Regions from separate parts of the Mus musculus genome. Here region 2 is linked to region 1. A link is a contact called in public HiChIP or PLAC-seq data. All regions are on one chromosome and are shown on one strand. The core of a region is the stretch at or near the end of the contact, and the rest is flanking DNA. Distances in the headings are between cores, read along the strand shown.

Region 1 (4,848 bases), core at 1,053-3,552:
TTAACTTGCTATGTGGCCTCAGACAAGCCAGGAACCTCTCTGTTTCCTGGGGAGAGAATGGAGCAGTGGGACCCAGGGTTCCATCACTTCATAGGTGAAGGTACAAATCCCTAAGGAGACACGTCACCTGGTGCGCAGCAAGGAGCCACATGGACCTCAGAACTCCATGCTGACGAAATGTGCCGTGGACACTCAGGGTTCCTGATGGGATGTGGCCACTGGGTCCCAGAGAGAGCAGGCCTCCTCCTCCTCCTCTTCCTCCTCTTCAGAGGGAAGCACAGGACAGGAGACTCATTGGAGACAGCAGACCTTGGGTGGTACAAAGCACTTGTGTGAACAGGCCTTGGGATGACTTGTTACAGAATTAGCTGTCGGATGTGACTGGGTACTGTAATAGCCCAGTAGTTCTGGTAGCCTTGGAGCTATCCTCCCTGAGGTGCTGATGGTGGGTTATGGCCTTACTAGGTTTGTCCTATCAGCAAACTATGCATCCTGAGGGTTGGAGAGAGAGCTCTGTGGATAAAGTACTTGCCACACATGCACGAGGACCTGACTTTGATCCCCAGCACCTCTGTAAGTAGCCAGGCATGGTATTGCACTGTGTAATCCCAGCACTGGGAAGGCAGAACCAGGATTCCCAGTACTCCCTGGCCAAGTCCTTCCAGCTGAGGAGCCCTAGGTCCCAGTGAGAGATTCTATCTCAAAAATAAGGTGCCGAGTTCTGGCAGAATGACACCTGGGGGTGACCTCTGACCTCCACGGACATTTGCAATGGCCCCCCCACCCTGAGCATCCATACATACCTACATATGTACATATGCATGTGCACACTTATACACATACACGCACACGCACGCACAGATGTGCACAAGCACACACTGGGGGGGGGGCCATAAAAATGATTTTAGAATTTCTACTGGCTTCTAAGTGAAACCAGAATAAAAATCAGAGTCGTTGGAGGCCTCCAGGCTGTGCTGGACGTTATCATTACCCGTTTACAACCTTGATTCTGTGACTTATCTCTGGCCATAAGAACTCCAGGTACCTCTGGACACTTTAAAGTTAAGAGTTCCTGCCTCCGGGCCTTTGTACCTGCTGTTCCTTCCCTGGCATGGTTTTCCAGCTGAGGGTTACAGGCTACCTCCCCACAGCACTTACCAGTCATTGACATGTGGGTTTGTTTACTATGACCCTTGAGAGGTCCTGTGTCTGGGCTGCCCGTCCACCTTGGAGTTGCAGAGATGGAAGGCCAACGTCTCTGTAGAGATTAGATCACCTTGATTTTCCCCAGCGACAGATCCGCACACACCTCGTCCTACCTCCCGCACCAATAGAAAGCCAAGAAAGAAGGGCAAGGCTTGGAGAGAGACTCCATATGGCTACTGCTCCTGCAGAAGATCTAAGTCCAGTTCCCAGCACCCACAAGGGTGGCTCACAACTACCTGTACCTCCAGCTGTAAGTGATCTGACTCCCTCTACTGACCTCGGAGGGCACCTGCACTCCCATGGGCAAACCCACTCTAACATATAATTAAAAAATAAATACATACATAAATAAAATCTTTAAAGAAATAAAGAATATGCTTCCATGAACAGGCTCAGTTTCCCGGCATATTTTCCCTACAGAGAAAGATCCATCTCTTAGCCCAGGCCAACACAAATGGGTGCGGAATTAATTAATTCTGCACAGCCTTCTCGGCTGCAGCTAGCTAGGAAGCCACAGGCTAAGGTGCCTGCCTTTTCTGCAAGATTAAATTAGCTAGGAAAAGACTCCTTGGTATCATCGTCATATTCAGGCAAGCCCTCTATCACCTAGCTACACTCTCAACCAGGCCGTTTTATAAAGAAAGAAACTGTCATCCATCAGGTAACATGTCTCAAGAATTTGCAATCTGGCTTGATACTCCGGGTGGCCCCACTACTCCTTATCCTCGGGGAAACTAAAACACGGTATCCCCAAGTTTCCACCTACAAGCTTTGAGAAAACGTCATAAATTAAATGCCCACGATTCTGTGGCAAACGGGCGGTACAAGTAGGCTCGTATTGACTCCTGGAGCCCACAGGATGCTACAGAATGAATGAATGGACCATCTCCGTCCCACACACCCTGGTCCTCCCTAGGAGGCTGCACGGTCCCCTACAGGACGCTTGGGCGCGAGCGGCGTCCCCAGACCGGACGGCGAAGCGCCTTTGCCGCCAGGCTCGCGGGGTCACAGGGTAGCAGCGGCCGAGCATAGCCTTCATTTACCTGCCAGACACTGCAGCAATCACGGCCTCTGCTAATCCAGCCTAGCCAATCCCTGGCGTGGCCAGGGCGCCACGTGACTTCCGGCCGGCAGTGCCACCGAGAACGCGATCGGCGCTAGGACCCTCGCACAGGGAGGCCTGCCTCTAGTCCGAGAAGGTCCGCCCCTGCCGTCACATTCAGCCAATGGAGAGCCGAGGCTCCGGCAGAACCAATGGCGAGGAGGCATGGAGGGGCCTGGCGTTGGCGTCACTAGGTGGGGCGGGGCGTGCGGCGGATCACGTGGCCGGCGCGTTGGCTGCGGGAAGGTAAAGCAGTGCTGGAAGCGGATTGCAGGGGTCATGCCGTGGGGTCGTCTCTGCGCCTGCGCCCTACCGGGATGCTGAACCTGGCGGCGCTGCTGTGGCGCCGGCTCCTGCGCAAGCGCTGGGTGCTCGCCCTGGTTTTCGGCCTCTCGCTAGTTTACTTCCTCAGCAGCACCTTCAAGCAGGTAAGCGACTTCTCTCAGGACCTCCGTCCTTCCGATCCTGCTTCCTCCCTCAAATACTATGTCCTTCTCCCCATCGTTCTTCTAATCCTCCTCCTGAGCACTCCTCCCTCTGATCTAAAATCCTCCTTCAGCCCTTCTCCCTCCGTTGCGTTGTCCTCTGCCCTTCTCCTTTCCCCTCCCTAGCTCCCTCCGTCCTCCACTCCTCCTCCTCCCTCGAATTCTCTGCCTCCCCATCCTCTGTTCTCCTCTGCCCTCCAACTTCTTACCTCTCACCCTCTGTTCTTTTCCAACCCCTCCTCCTCGATCCTCACAGTTCCTCCCTCCCTTGATCCTCTGTCCTCTGATGCTCCTCTCTCCTGTCCTCCACCTTGTAGTCCTCCTGATATGCAGCCATTCAGTCCTCCCTCTGAGCCTCTGAGCCTCTTCCTTTCAGTCCCTGGATCATCCATTGGTCCTCCCTTCAGCTCTCTAGTCCTCAACCCTCTAGTCCTCCTCCCTCCGATTGTGTGATCCTCCTCCTGTCCTCCTGTGAATCGAAGGCCGCTAAGGGAGGCGTCCCACTGCAGGTCTTTGTACCGCCCCTCTTCCGTGCGGGATCTGGCTGGTAGGCCAGGCAGAATGGGGTCCTCAGACCTGTGCACCCTCCTCTGTCGCGTTCCCTGCTCCGCACAGCCCCAGGCTTCTTGATGGGCAGGAGGTAGAGATGGCTAGACCAGGAAGTGGCCAAGGGCTCTCTGTGCCTGTTCACCTGGGTGACCCAACAGGCTCCCTTTTGGGGCACAACTTGGTTGGGTAGATTTTTATTTTTTATTTTTTTATTTTTAATTTCTCAACCTCCCTTTCCCGTTTTTGTCCTGGTAGAGAGTTCCTAGAGACCTGGCATCCCACTGTAGTAGGAACCAGTTCCCAGCATTTGCCTAGAAACCACACTTGACTGAGTTGCATTTTGTAGGTCACCTGCCCCTCCGCCTTTCCTGCTCCTGTGCACCCTTTGATCCTGTTTTGCTGTTCTTACGAATATAGTTCTCTGGTTTTCTGTATCACAGTCCGTCTTTTGAATGGTTGCGCTTTTGCACAGTCACTCCTGGGGGGGGGGGGGGGCGTGTCTTACTCTCTTGCCCAGATTTGACCTTGTAATCCTGTCTGGCTTTTCCACATTCTGATAATTGTCTCCATTGGCTTTTCCACATTCTGATAATTGTCTCCATTGCACCCACCTGGAACAGAACTCTTGCCTTTCTTCTGCCAGATTTATACCTCTCCAGTCCTCAGCATCTCACTAAGTGACGTATGTCATCACTGTTGACACAGTTAGGCTGTTCATTTCTTCCTGTCACTTCAGGCCCCAAAACTCTGGCTCTACAGTGCCCTATTAGGAGGTGTGACCTTGTTGGAGTAGGTGTGTCACTGTGGATGTGGGCTTAAGACCCTCACCCTAGCTGCCTGGGAGTCAGTCTTCCACTAGCAGCCTTCAGATGGAGATGTAGAACTCTCAGCTCTGCCTGCATCATGCCTGTCTGGATGCTGCCATGTTCCTGCCTTGATGATAACGGACTGAACCTCTGAACCTGTAAGCCAGCCCATTTAAATGTAGTCCTTATAAGAGTTGCCTTGGTCATGGTGTCTGTTCACAGCAGTCAAATGCTAACTAAGACACTCATTTGCTTGAATTACTTCTGATGCCCCTTCAGGGGCAAGACACTGTCATCTGTTCCTGGTCTGGTGCCATAGCCTGGCCAGTCTGCTTCTGCTTTGTCTCACAGTCTGTCCTAGGGTGATAGTCTAGACAAGGTTTCCACCACAGGCCTTCTCAAATGTGTAATCCTTTGCTCAAGCGAAGAGGGTTCATCTACATTGTCTGTGTGACTGAACTACTTTTGGTCAGTTTGGATCTAACTGACCGTAGTCAGTGATTCGGGCCATGCCCGGTGCCTCACTGTAGTGCAGTCTCCTGCCCATCGTCTGGCCACTTGCCTTTGTGGTAATTACTAACCCAGCATTTCTTGTTTGTGTGTTTGCTTGTGTGTTACCTCACCCTCTTGCTCAACATAATGTTTTTTGAGAACAGAGACCTGCGTGTTTTGTTCGGACACTGCAGCCTTCATCTCTACC
Region 2 (4,546 bases), core at 406-2,905, 520 kb after region 1:
GGCACACCAGACTAAGACTAGAAACATACGGGCCTGCTCTAGCCACCTAGGGAAAGGCATGCTAACTACTCAACATGTAAAATAGTCTCCTCACTCCAAGTCAGTTCACCCAGGGCTCTTGTGCCTTGATTGTATTAATATCCTGTCTGGCCCTCTCAGGTACAAGGCCTGACTGTGGAGGTGGTATCCACATGGTTGAGACAGGCACACTGCATCTGGCCTGCTACTTCTTGCATCCCTGCCAAGTTAAGAAAATCCCATCTCATCAAGTACAGAGACCGGGCCCTTCTCTCCTGCAGCATCAACCTGTGACCGTCCGGTCATTTATGACAGAGGAGAGGCTGCTCTTTCTTTGAACCTGGACCAAGCTGAGCTAAGACTAAGTACCCCCAGATATTTGAGCATTGGCAACAACATAGACCTTATAGCACCTCAAAACATAGCAGCGGATTACCAGAGAATCTACCAGCTCCTGGCACTTCTGGAGGAGGGTGGTTGGGGAAAAGGAGAGGAATTTAATTTGTTCGTTTGTGTGTTTTCTGTTTGTCAGTTTGACTTAGACTTTATGGGTGTGTGTGTGGATTTGTCCAGTGTCTTTTTTCCTAGCAGTTCACTGTCTGGTACTCTTTGCTTTCTCCATGCTGAGATTTCCCTACAATCGTCTCGGCTTCTGCTTTCTTTGCTCCCCAGCTTTCTCCCTAAGAGGTTTGTCTCTCGGGTCTTAGATCTTGGGATCGTAATTGCATGTTGAATTTATTGCTGCACTTGATATACAGGCATGTGTAGCCCTGGGCTTCAGGGAAGGGGTGGGGATGGGGGGTGGGGAAGAACGGGACTCTTCAGACTAAATTCAGTTACTCAGAGCTTTCCAGGAGGCCCTTCATGCGACCTGAGGTGTTAAAAGTAAGAGGTGAAGATTAGACCCCTTGTTTAAGTTGATCTTGCTAGTCAGGTTACTCTCCCGACTCTTTTCATACCCCTTGTTAAGGAAAGTTGTCTTTGGGTATAAACCATAAAGCGTGCCCTACCAGAGAGCATCCACTCACCGTCTTGTTTTTTGTTCGTTTGTTTTACAAGCATTCTCTCATAGGCTTGTTGTGACCTAATTCGGGGACAGTTGTCAGAAGAGATACGATGTGTGTCCCGTACAACTTTACAGTTTCTAGAAGCCACCTTTAAGAAGTCAAGAGAAATAGGTGAAAATTCATTCAATTGAACAACGTATTTTATTTTACCCAACAGAGCCAGATTCTTCTCTTTCAACGTAAAGTCAGTGTTAAAGCTCAGAAACATCTGACTAAGACTCTTCCTCCTGCGGTCCGCCTTCAGAGGGCTCTGTCCTCTCAGGGATCTTAGGTTTGGCTGCTGATTTGGGTCAGTTGAGGCTTGGGGTGGGACACGACACTAATGTTATATCGCTTGGTTTCTTTTGTTTTGTTGTTGTTGTTTTTTTTTTTTAATTTAAATTGTAACTAAATAGTCCTCTGTTGTAGGTCCATTTCAAAAGATTCAGTACCCACTCTGGGCCAGCATGGCCTGGTGCAGGGCCATACACATCTAGCTGTCTCAGGCAGCTGATGGTAGGAGGGCATCTCCCACTGTGCCTGCGTCTCTGCTGCCTTCTCTTTGCGCTTGCTTATTGGTGCGTGCAGGTTTAATGATGTGTCTGTTCGTTATAACTGCACAAGGGCCCTTTGTTCTGCAGAATGGCCCTCCCAGCCTTGACTTAGAAAACCCAGCAGTCTGCTGTGACAGCTCTCTACGTGGCCTCTGGATTCTGTGTTGTACGGTATATGCTGCATTGTGTAGGTCACTGTATTTTATTTTTAATTTTTTTGATTAATTCATTTATTTTATGCATAAAATAAGTACACTGTCACTGTCCTCAGACACACCAGAAGACATCGGATCCCACGACAGATGTGCCACCGTGTGGTTGCTGGGAATTGAACTCAGGACGTCTGGAAGAGCAGAGAGCAGCCAGTGCTCTTAACCGCTGAGCCATCTCTCCAGTCCTGGATTTTGTTTTTCTCATGCTTCCGTTGAACAGGATCATTTTGGCCATGCTCATTTGGTCTTGTCCAGCAGTTTCTATTGCTGTGAGTGCCTGCCAGCTTCCCTTCCTCTGACAGAAACCAGGTTCCTCTGCTTCTCTGAGCTCTGTTCCCCAACCCTGGAATTTAATGGGTGGGAACTCAAACACTCCTGTGCCTAAAGATGAGGCAGTGAGGGCTGGGCTCTGCCATTACCCTTTTTCTTTGGACATAGACTGGGTTGCAAGCCACCCCCAACAAAGTCAGAAATGAGGTGTCACATGGAGACTTCATTCTGTGAGCAGGCATCTCTTCTCACCCAGGACCTATAAATAGAAATGTTCCTCAAGCTCCGATTCTGACTCCACCTTCAAGGTGAGGAATCACTGTGGGCAGCAGGCAGCAGTGGCCCTACCCACTCACCTCTGTCATGGGACCCACTTCCCACGGAAACTTCTCACCTATCGATCATCCTTCACTGCTCGCCCTTGGCAAAGTCACTGTCCTTGATCTCCTGGTCACAGAGAAACACCCCCCCCCACCCCCAATGACATTCAGACAGTGAGTGAGGCCCAGGGAATTGGTAGTAAATGCTTGTTCCACTCCCTCCTCTCCCCACAGGTGACTCACACCTTGAGAAACTTCTGCTGGAGCTCATCAGGTGGGTGGGCAATACAGGGACCCTGCCACAGGCAATCTCTGTAGCCGTGTGAACGGGGGGGGGGTGTATTCACACTGGGGCTGCAGGAATGCATCCTCCACTGGACCCCCAGGTCTGTAGCTGCATTCTCTAGTAACACTTCCCATCAGAAACCTCAGCCAGGGGCTGGAGAGATGGCTCAGTGGTTAAGAGCACTGACTGCTCTTCCGAAGGTCCTGAGTTCAATTCCCAGCAACCACATGGTGGCTCACAACCATCTGTAATGAGATCTGACGGCCTCTTCTGGTGTGTCTGAAGTCAGCTACACTGTACTTATAATAAATGAATAAATCTTAAACAAAAACAAAAACAAAAAACCCCCAAAGCCCAGCCCCAGTGCTGTACTTGTTGAAACAAGGCTGAACCTTTCCATAGCCTCTCCAGACAGTGCTCCCAACTGTGAGGGACCTTTCTCATTAATAAAAAAAAAGAAAGAAAGAAACCTCAGCCAGAGTCCTGCAGCCAGCCCAGCCCACCTTCCCTTCAAACCTTGTCCTCACTATGGAAGTCTGTTACCCGGAGCTTAGCCCATGTTATCTTCCTCATCCTCATATCCTGCTGCCCACTGATGCTACATCCTGAAGATCATCAGGGCCCTGACCAGGCACTGGGATGTCACAGGAACGGCCATACACTACCCCAAGCCTGATGTGGCTTCTGACCCGTGAGGTTAGGAGGAGATCATGTAGCCCCAGTCTGGCCCTAGCAGTATCCTAACAGCAGGTGTGGCCAGCACACCTCGTAAAAAGCCTTCTGTCAATGTGAGGTTTTTAAATGATCTGCAGAACCCTAGAAAGCGGTTGTCAGGAGTGGGGTGCAGGGCCCGTTCTAGGAGCACAGCATGTGGAGGCCAGAAGGGGCTACCAGTGTCCACTTCAGATGGCCAGCAAGACGGGATGGAACTGAAGGATGAAGTGGTTTTGTGTAAGCAAGGGCCAACCTTCCCAATTATGTGACTTTGGGAGAAAAGTGTTAAGAGGAGGGGGCAGCTGGAGAAGCCCCACCCCAGTGTGGGCAAGGCAGGGGCACACTGTGATGGCACCAACAGCGTAGAGATGGACTCAGCAGGTCGGGGTACAGGTGTCAGAGATGTAGAAGCAGGTGTCCCTGCAATGGCTAGGGAGATGGGAATGTTGGTGCCGGCTGAGCATGGAGTCAGAGGACAGGGCAGGCCGGCCCAGAGGCTAAGCTCCAAAGCAGGAGGGACCACAGACAGCAGGTAGCCAGAGAAGGGCACAAGAAGCTGGGTGGCTTGACTCTTTGCATCAGATTAGGGAGTGGGTGACCACGAGAAAGGAACGACTTGGGGAGGAGAGGACCAGAGCTTTGGCTGATGGTTCTATTGTCGTGTGAAGGAAGACACCCATGGGTACTCAGGGCAGAGGAGGACAGCATCCTTGGTGTAGATGGGGTGAGAACCCAGGATGGTGAATGGCCCGTGGCTGTTTATGGTGGCACCAATCTGACTGACTTTGAGGAGGTTGAATGGAAAGACCCCAGTAGGTCCCTTGTTCCACCCCAGTGTAAGAACACACTCGCAGATCCCATGCCTTCCAATAACCTGTTATATCCTCAGCTTTGCACCCAAGAGAAGTTTCTAGATAGTAGGTTTCTGTCCCCGGGGGTGGTGAGAGGCTGTGGGAAGCAGGAAGCAGGTGACAGGCACAGCGAGCAATGTTGCTGCTTTAACGCTTGGCTCTGAAGCATCCCAAGATGTTTCCTCTGTCTTGGTGCATGTGAACCTGGATCCTTCTGCCTCTGCCTGGGCCTCCAAGGTCCCTGGCCCAGGACTCTAGTATGGTCCTGCAGCCTC

The links. HiChIP or PLAC-seq counts read pairs in DNA pulled down with a chosen protein or histone mark.
Region 2: a contact with region 1 is called in an H3K4me3 HiChIP or PLAC-seq map of embryonic limb bud, with 7 times the contacts expected there. The contact joins the enhancer-like site here to the promoter of Rnft2 in region 1. A contact is called at or near these places in 5 of 39 promoter capture datasets (cranial neural crest, embryonic stem cells, maxillary cranial neural crest and 1 more), 2 of 484 Hi-C or Micro-C datasets (bone marrow-derived macrophages and embryonic stem cells), 24 of 115 datasets of contacts at active chromatin or transcription factors (the 230-238 cell line, SST interneurons, bone marrow-derived dendritic cells and 14 more) and 3 of 9 other capture datasets (adipose tissue, liver and macrophages).

What each region holds. Positions count from the first base shown.
Region 1 is chr5:118,242,723-118,247,570 of GRCm38.p6, forward strand. Rnft2 (ring finger protein, transmembrane 2) reads right to left here and starts at 2,303. Exons shown (of 11, transcript NM_001109902.1): 1 at 2,250-2,303; 2 at 128-309. The coding sequence starts at 151. Spring1 (SREBF pathway regulator in golgi 1) reads left to right here and starts at 2,505. Exons shown (of 5, transcript NM_001081236.1): 1 at 2,505-2,736. The coding sequence starts at 2,626.
Region 2 is chr5:118,767,671-118,772,216 of GRCm38.p6, forward strand. No RefSeq gene overlaps it. Among named protein-coding and RNA genes, the nearest start is that of Gm42015, 73 kb to the right of the region's middle. Within about 2 kb of position 1,656, at least 16 of the 459 cell types and tissues checked have an H3K27ac peak or open chromatin away from gene starts, as enhancers often do. A contact at or near this core is called in embryonic basal ganglia, embryonic limb bud and oligodendrocyte precursor cells, where this site is marked.